2 separate regions of the Arabidopsis thaliana genome follow, and region 2 is linked to region 1. A link is a contact called in public capture Hi-C data. All regions are on one chromosome and are shown on one strand. The core of a region is the stretch at or near the end of the contact, and the rest is flanking DNA. Distances in the headings are between cores, read along the strand shown. Region 1 holds the start of XRCC4 (DNA ligase IV-binding protein). Region 2 holds the start of FAO3 (fatty alcohol oxidase 3).

What was found. Capture Hi-C pulls out chosen DNA fragments and counts their contacts.
Region 2: a contact with region 1 is called in a capture Hi-C map of root, with 2.9 times the contacts expected there. A contact is called at or near these places in 1 of 26 Hi-C or Micro-C datasets (seed embryo) and 2 of 3 other capture datasets (root and seedling).

What each region holds. Positions count from the first base shown.
Region 1 is chr3:8,218,435-8,222,903 of TAIR10.1, forward strand. XRCC4 (DNA ligase IV-binding protein) reads left to right here and starts at 2,248. Exons shown (of 6, transcript NM_001161167.1): 1 at 2,248-2,476; 2 at 2,567-2,709; 3 at 2,806-2,934; 4 at 3,103-3,225; 5 at 3,348-3,584. The coding sequence starts at 2,287. The coding sequence ends at 3,557. It overlaps RLP37 (receptor like protein 37), which reads right to left. Exons shown (of 1, transcript NM_113212.1): 1 at 3,930-4,469. The coding sequence ends at 3,930.
Region 2 is chr3:8,380,828-8,385,296 of TAIR10.1, forward strand. FAO3 (fatty alcohol oxidase 3) reads left to right here and starts at 1,845. Exons shown (of 3, transcript NM_113244.3): 1 at 1,845-2,242; 2 at 2,590-2,862; 3 at 3,440-4,469. The coding sequence starts at 2,033.

The DNA.
Region 1 (4,469 bases), core at 998-3,497:
CACCCTGGTTTGATATTTAATTTTTAAGATAAGCATCTCTCATTATGTTAAATTATACCTGATATGCCCTTGTTGTAAGTAAGAGTCGAAATCGAATCGGTGATAGGTTCAAGGGTAAAATAGGGGATTTAGAAAAGAAGACGTGGGATGATTGAGCTGTGTGTGATAGAGGTTATGCGCTGAGTGGAGTAAAAGAAAGACTATCCAACGAATAAGTGGGTCGGTCCCATTTGTCTATAAGAGTATAGCCAAACAATAATAATTCTCCAAAAATGGTTACAGAAAAACAATAATTAATTTCACAAATATATAATAATATTTTATATTTTGGGAGATGTATATAGACGTCGTAGTTAGCTAAAGTGAATTAACAAATAGGGTTTGACGTTTTCTAATATTTGTTTTTGTTTAATTGATATTTCTTTCATCCGTGTATTAAAAATGATCACAACAACGAATCTTTTTACAAAATTTCCGAGCACAAATGAAACCTGATTTTGTATCAAATTATTTTTGGAAACATGATTTTCTTTCAAAATATTTTACAAACCAAAAAGACAACTAGAAGTCTGAAGTCTTTAGCGACAAATACATTTGTTAATTAAGATTCTGTGACATCATTAATAGTTTAACATGTACCTTATAATAGTAACCAGTTATTTTCTTATGCTCGAACAATCAAAATAAATTTGTCAATTTGCCAAAAAAAAAATCAACATTACAATAAGATAAATTTAAATATGAAAATCAACTTAAAACATGTTAATGTTTATATGCATATTTCACTAAAGTTAAATCTAAAATAGTATATTTACAGTGATGATGAACACGATTTAATAATTATACGATATCCAGATAATGTAGACTAAGTAAAGAAATGAAGTGAGCACAATTGTAATTTTAAATTTAACATGTGAATAAATTGTACAAAAAACATCTATTGATTAATATTCGATAAATTAGTAATCACTATAAATTAATAAAAAAATTTGGTTTCTAGTCAAGTGAATATAATATTTAACATTATTTGATAAAATAAATAAAGTAATAATTTATTCAAAAATCCTATAGAAATATATGGTTTCATTAGTATCATAAACTAAGAATTGTATAAACTTATTAATATCAATATATGTAAGAAAATTTAGTAAAATATGATTTTAGTATTGTTTGGTTTTTTACGCAGAGTTCAATTATATTATTTTACTACATCAATTTTTTTTGTATTGTTTTGCAGAGTTTAGTTATATGAATTGTATCCTCATCCTGTGTGAAAACTCTAGAAATTGTGTAACCACATCCTTCAGCTTTCTCCTCAATTGATCCGTTCAAATTATGTATTAATGATGTAGCTGCTTTAATTGAAGTCCTAACAATCTACACCCCAAATTCTCAATGATATGTTTGGGATTGTAGTTGGGGATGGACGAAGGCCAACCCGCTGCTCCAATCATAGCACTACGAATGGTGGAAATGTCAAGAATAAACCACTCGGGCTCAATATCGTCCACATTCTCATTAAGATAACTTAATAGGTCGTCATCGTCTTTAAGAAACAAGACTCTAGTTATTGATGAGCGACTGTTAATTTATAGAAGTTTTACTTATTTTAATTTTACATTATACATAAAAAAAATCACGTCATTGTATAAAATCCACTAAGGCGCGACCTGAATAAACTTTAGAAAAAATTTCAAATCCGTATAACTGCATTTCGTCTCATTCACAGTTGCATGAACTCTTATCATACGATTGTGCCATGCCATATTAACATCGTTTATCATCCAACAATAGTGGTGGAGTTACTTTCTTATTGAGTTCAATATACTAAAAAGGAAAACACATAATATAATTTTTTCTTTTAAAAGGCATTTTTATTATTATATGTATATTATTAGAAAAAAGTATGATTAAAAAAATTAAAAAGAAATGTAAGTAACAACATTTAACGGATTTTTTATTTATTAAAGATAAGCTTCGGTTAGGATACAAAATACAAAGATTTGCCAAACTAATTTAGATATTCTTCAATCTTTTGATGAGCTTCAAAGTAATAATTACTAATTAATTTACTGAATGAAAACAGTAATTTGTTAATTTTTAATTACTTGTGATAAAAAAATAAAAAAAAATTAATAATTACTTAAATTGTCTATATGTAATGGGAGTTTTTTTTTTTTAACAACTTCTTTTAAGTAAAATCACTAAATATATTTTAAAAAAAACAATACCGAAGCTGACTCAGCATCCACGTAAGCAAAACCAAAACAAATTATAGACATTATTATGATCGGAGTTGACTCAAAATCTTCGTCGACGACTTTTATCGAAACAATGGTTGAATCGGAGAAAACGAAACACACTTGTCTCCGTCTCGAAATCTCCGGCGCCGATCCAATTTTCGTCAAAGGCACTTGGCATAATTCTCGTTTCGATATCTCCGTCACCGATGGTTCCTCCTCTTGGATTTGCAATGGTAAACAAAAAAACCCTAAATTCACACTATCACTTAGCCTCTAGCGTTTTTCGAATCTGATTTTTATTTTGGTTTTGCTCGAAATTGAAGCGACGGAGGAGGAAGTGGCGGAGAGAGCAGCACAATGGGACCAGCCTGTGTCAGAGTATTTAAAGCTCGCCGAGCAATACTTAGGGTTTCAACAACCTAATTCGGTCTATAGTTTCTCCGATGCTCTAGAGGGATCTAAACGGGTCAGTGATCTTCTTATTGGATCATTCGTTAGTGTTTTGAAGTAAGCCTGAGATTTTTGGATGTTGTTGTTGTCTTTGATTGTGTTTTGGTTAAAGCTCTCTTGGACGTTTGAGAAGGAAGGGACTAAACTTGAGTGGAGGTGGAAATGTAAACCATCAGATGATAGCAAGAAGATCACTGTTGGGATCTTGGATTTTCTTATGGAGGCTAACATAAGGCTAAGTGTATGACTCTTATACTGTACGTTCTGAATTGTGAGGATTTGTTGTGATGTTTGAGAATGATGATGAATTAGAGCTTAAGTTCTTTGATCTATGCTTTGTTAGAAATGGCAATTTGATTTGTGTTTGGAAGATATGTGTCAATCTCTCAATACTTTAGTGTTTACACAGGAAGAAGTGGTGAACAAGACGAGATCTTTTGAGAAGATGAGAAGTGAAGCTGAGAGATGTCTAGCGCAAGGTGAAAAACTCTGTGACGAAAAAACAGAGTTTGAGAGTGCAACTTATGCAAAGGTATGAATTATTCGATCACCTTGGTTACTCTGCTTAATATCCACATCGTGGTTTGTTCTTGCTTAAACTAGAGTCATTGGTTTTTATGATCTGTTAGTTACTTCTTTTTTTTGTCAATGCAGTTTCTTTCTGTTTTAAATGCAAAGAAGGCAAAACTGAGAGCACTAAGGGACAAAGAAGATTCAGTGAGAGTAGTTGAGGAGGAAGAGTCGACAGACAAAGCTGAAAGCTTTGAGAGTGGAAGAAGTGATGATGAGAAGAGCGAGGAAGAAGCCTCAAAAAAGGCAACAAGCAGCAAAGCCCGTGGCGGGAAGAGAGCTGCACGAAGCTAAGAGATTGCCCTGCCGTGAGATTTTCAGGTCAGAGTTTCCATTCCAAGTTTTGTCAAACTCATAGCTAGGAAAATTGTTTGTCAAACCTTCTTTGGTTTAAAAAAATAATTTACAATTTGTATTACTTCTGAAAGTAAATGCAATAACTTAGAGATGGCATGATTGATTGTTAGAAAGCTTCAAGCCCCAAATTGTGATAACTAAGAAACATAGACCATCACACGAACCATATTTTATTACCAAATGGTGAGAAAATATTACAAACATAAAATTACAAAGCAAAAGAAAAAAAATCACAAAGACAAACACATGACGAGGTAGTTTCTCGACAACAACTTAGATGAATTTTTAGAGGAACTGTGAGAGATAGTGTTAAGAAGTACCTATGGTGGTTTTGCGCTTGTTTCGACAAAATTTCGCCATAAGCCACTTGTGCTTGTATGAAGTGAAAATATGTCCAATCACTAATCCACAAAACACACCAGGTCCAAATGCTATTGCAGCTGCTATCCAGTTCAGAACTGTCTCTTCCGGTTCCAACAAAGGTTCCTCGGGGTGCAGCGATGTAGGTATGGGGACATGGGTTTCTCCACAAATTTGATCGAGTCCATAGAGTCTGGGATTACCCATGAATGAAGAACAATTTTGACTTCCAAACTGTGTGCTTTGTGGCACCAATCCCTCTAGATGGTTGTGGGAGAAGTTGATGTTGGAGAGAAACGAGAGTTTCCCGAGACCTCGAGGAATTTCACCTGACAAGTTGTTTCGCGATAGGTCTAGCGTCTCGAGCTTTGTAATACTAGCCAAAGATGGTGGGATGTTTCCTGTGAATGCATTGCCTGACAAGTTGAGATGAAGCAATTCGCTCAATAGACCAATGGATCTAGGGATATGTCCAGAGAATCGGTTTCC
Region 2 (4,469 bases), core at 595-3,094, 160 kb after region 1:
ATTTTTGCAAAACAACGCACTATATATGTACCTCGTACACTCTAATTAGCTCATCCACCACGGTAAAATTTATTTATTATTTTGCATTTTTTATTTGGTTAAGCTGAAACATATCATTATCACCAAGCAATTATATATGTACCGATAACCCATGCTGAGGAAATTTTCTAACCAAACCTTTGGGATCAGAATATATATTAGTAAATAATCATACTTTAACTTAGATTACACTAAAAACTAGTTATCGTTTTAGAGTTTTTTTTGTCTGACGAGATCTCGGATGCTTCGATTACACCTGACTTGTTAGATGGGATGCATGACCACATTTTGGCTAACATGGCGTGCAAACGATGACGTGGAGGCAACTGATTGGCTCCACTGATTCCCACAAATTTGTTGCAAAATCAAAAGTAGGGCCAGACTAATTATATTATTTTTTTGTGGATGTCTATAATATGAAATTTGAATCAATACGTAATTTATCGATTCTTTGTCTAATCGATGTCAACTAAATTTAACAAATTATCTGGAAGTCACTCAACATTTTCCTTGATAATGCTAGTTTCTTCGAATCTTAAATGAGGCAACGCATTGTCCATTGAAATTTTAAGCATATAGTGTATATATGTATTTATTTTTCTAGCAAATTCAAAACGGCCTGGGATCGTTTGGTTTGTAATCAATATATGGGTTTTTTTTGGTCAACAATCAATAATTAGTATTTTTGAGAATTCATGAAATACTGGATGAGTAAATGAGATAATTTTTATGGATGATCACTAGCACATGGTTGCTAACCAGTGAAGCACCTAAAAAATCACTGCAAAAAAGTTTGTAATCAATTTCGTTGCAGCTAAGCAACATTTATGACTAATTTGAGTAAATATTAATTGACGATCCCATGAATTTCACCTAATTGACGAGTCCCTAGATTTGTTTTAGAGTAAATTTTACAACTTCATATACTTTACATTATAATTAACAAACTAAAAAACTCGTAAACCAAATAAGACTTTGTCTAATGGTCCAAGCATGACCTCTCCAAAGATATAATATGTTTTGATATATACGTGATAACCGATCAGATGTTGTATATACATATTAATGTGTATTAATTTCTTCATATAATATTTACAAATTTTTGTGAGAAGATATCAAGTACACGTATATCGAATAAGAAAAGCTAGATTGTGTAAAACGTTACGGGGCTTGTGCATTAACTCACAAGTTGGCTATCACAAGTTTCAAATTGTGGTGTTTAGAGCATCGCAGTTGTCAAACAAAAAAAAAAAAAAAAAAAGAAAGAGTATCACACGTGATTGTTTTCCATAACTATGAGAACTTTTCTGACTATTTTCTTCTTTTGTGCCTTTGTTATGTTTCTTCAATCATTACTTAATTATTAATTACTAATCGATTTTCGTTGCCTGTAGTTTTCACATGTTGTAATCTAGAAAACTGAAAAAGACTTTCCCCATAATAGTCTCTGCTAACTACATACTAGTCCCTATATTTTGCAATTTTAAGTGTTTTTAACCACTATCTTAGAGACTCTAAACATGAGGACCCTAAAAAATAACCATCATCTTAAATTGTACGTAAGAAATATATTCAATCTACATCAGATGATACCAATAAAATTCGGCATATAAGTAGAATTTGAAAGAAACAACAACGTGGGTAGATATGCACCATTTACAACAACAAAAAAGAAAAATCAATTTTGGTCCAACTTTTTCATATACATTTAAATTGTCAATTATCATCATAATTAGTAATACGACAAACTGTCGTATAAACTAGAAAAATACATACATCTACTATCTAAAACGACAGATAAAAATACGTAATCATCAAAAAGAGTTAAAAACAAGTTTTGGGGTTCTCTTAGCAATTTTGTTTTATATGTCTATTTTTATGTAACGCGACAGCTGTAACGTTGTGTCTATATATATACTAACAGAGTTTGTGCTTCGAAATCTTAAGAACTTTCCCAGTTTTGTTTTTTAATCATATCAAAGCAAACTGTGTGATGGATAAGTACAAAGTCGCCGGAAAATTTGGTCTCCCGGACATCACGGTGGCAGAGATGGAATCTTTAGCTAGCTTTTGTGAAGCTGTCTTGCCTTCAGTGCAGCCACCGCCGGAAGAGCTTTCCGGTGAAGGTGATAACCATCGGAACAAAGAGGCTCTCCGGTCATTTTACTCAACTTCTGGGTCTAAAACTCCTGTCCTTCGCCAGGTTCACACACTTTTTCTTTATATTCATCAAATGATCTGTTTTTTTAACAAAATGCTAAAGTTTTGACACTTTCAAACAAAAAAACACAAATCAAGAACGTGTGATATTTGAAGATTTGTTTTGATTTGTTCGATTAGTTAAAAGGATTCGTATTGATCGAGTTCCAATAAAATCCTTGTGGTTCTCTTTTGACTTCTATAGACCTTTTAAATGACAAAAATATCTAGCTCTTTTTGTTTTTTTAACGTGAATATTATTAGTCTAGGTTTCGGTCTAAAATTAATTGCGGTTATTAAAAAGACCTTAAGGTTTTGAGTAAAAAGTGAAAGATTTGTTAATGGATGCAGAGCATTGAGCTGGTCACGAAACGAGGGACAATAGAAGCTTATATTGCTACTAGGCTTATATTGTTCTTGCTTGCTACTCGGCTTGGGACGCTTCTCATTTGTGGAACCGAGTGTTTGGTCTCAAGATGGCCTTTTGTCGAGAAATTTAGTGAGCTCTCGTTGGAGAAGAGAGAAAGAGTACTTCAGAAACAATTCAAGAATTGGATTCTGACTCCAATTAGAGCTGCTTTTGTCTACATCAAAGTTGCATTCCTCTTCTGTTTCTTCTCCCGGGTATGTCTCAAATTCTCTCTGTTTTCTCCAAACCTTATCTCAACCACATAGATTATGTTGTTCTGTCCGGATAAAACAGTCTAGTACAAATCCAAATAATCGAAAACAGAATCGCATGGTTTAAATTCATTTACTTTCTATATAATCCAAAAATTGATTACAAATAGAGCCAAAAAAAACTAGAAAACGTATCAGTTTTATTGTTTTCTAAATTAATGATGATCTCTAAGGAAAAAATCATCCAAATTCATATATACTAAAATTAGAAAATCTTAAACCTGAAACCGTACGTAACGTATTCATATGAGATTTGTTTATAACTAAAATTTACTATTTTACTATACATAAACAATTTGATCCCATTATTAAAAACTTTGATCTTAAATGAGTACCAAGCGATTTAACTAGATCATTTTCTGATTTGGTTACAATAAACCGATCCAAAATTTTGAGAATCGTGAACTAAACCAAAATCCGGATTCAGAGCCTATATTATATATGTTAACTCTGTCGTAAAAACAGAGCTACTTATAGAAAATGTTCAAGAATTTATGGATATGTCGTTTCTTTTGTGTAGGTGAATCCAAATGGCGAAAACCCGGCATGGGAAGCCATAGGGTATCGTGTTAACCCCGATGAGAACAAACCTTCTGAAACTCATAACGAAAGACCACTTGAGAAAGGGATAGTGGAGACGATGGAAGAAACAGAGCAGACTCTTCTTGAATCACTTGCTCATAAAGGCCTAGAAGCGGTTCTTGACACGGAGCATGATGCGATCAGAATAAAATGTGATGTTGTGGTCGTCGGGTCTGGTTCAGGAGGAGGCGTAGCAGCTTCTGTTCTAGCGAAATCTGGTTTAAAAGTGGTTGTTCTTGAAAAAGGAAGCTACTTTACGCCTTCTGAACATCGTCCTTTCGAAGGTCCTGGCTTGGATAAACTCTACGAGAATGGAGGGATTCTCCCGAGTGTTGATGGGAGTTTTATGGTGTTGGCTGGAGCAACTGTAGGTGGTGGATCTGCTGTGAACTGGTCTGCGTGTATCAAAACCCCGAAGTCGGTTCTTCAAGAATGGTCAGAGGATCAAAATATACCTCTTTTCGGTACTAAAGAATATCTAACGGCTATGGAAGTTGTGTGGAAGAGGATGGGTGTCACGGAGAAATGTGAACTGGAGAGTTTTCAGAATCAGATTCTGAGAAAAGGTTGCGAAAATCTCGGGTTCAATGTTGAAAACGTGCCAAGAAACTCCTCGGAGAGTCATTACTGTGGATCTTGCGGGTATGGATGTAGACAAGGAGACAAGAAAGGAAGTGACCGGACTTGGCTTGTCGATGCGGTGGGGCACGGTGCCGTGATTCTTACTGGATGTAAAGCGGAGAGATTCATACTCGAAAAGAACGGTAGTAACAAAGGAGGCAAGCAAATGAAATGTTTGGGAGTGATGGCTAAATCTTTAAACGGAAACATAGCAAAGATGTTAAAGATTGAAGCTAAAGTAACGGTTTCAGCAGGGGGTGCTCTTTTAACACCTCCGTTGATGATATCTAGCGGGTTGAGAAACCGAAACATCGGTAAAAACCTTCACTTACACCCTGTTTTAATGG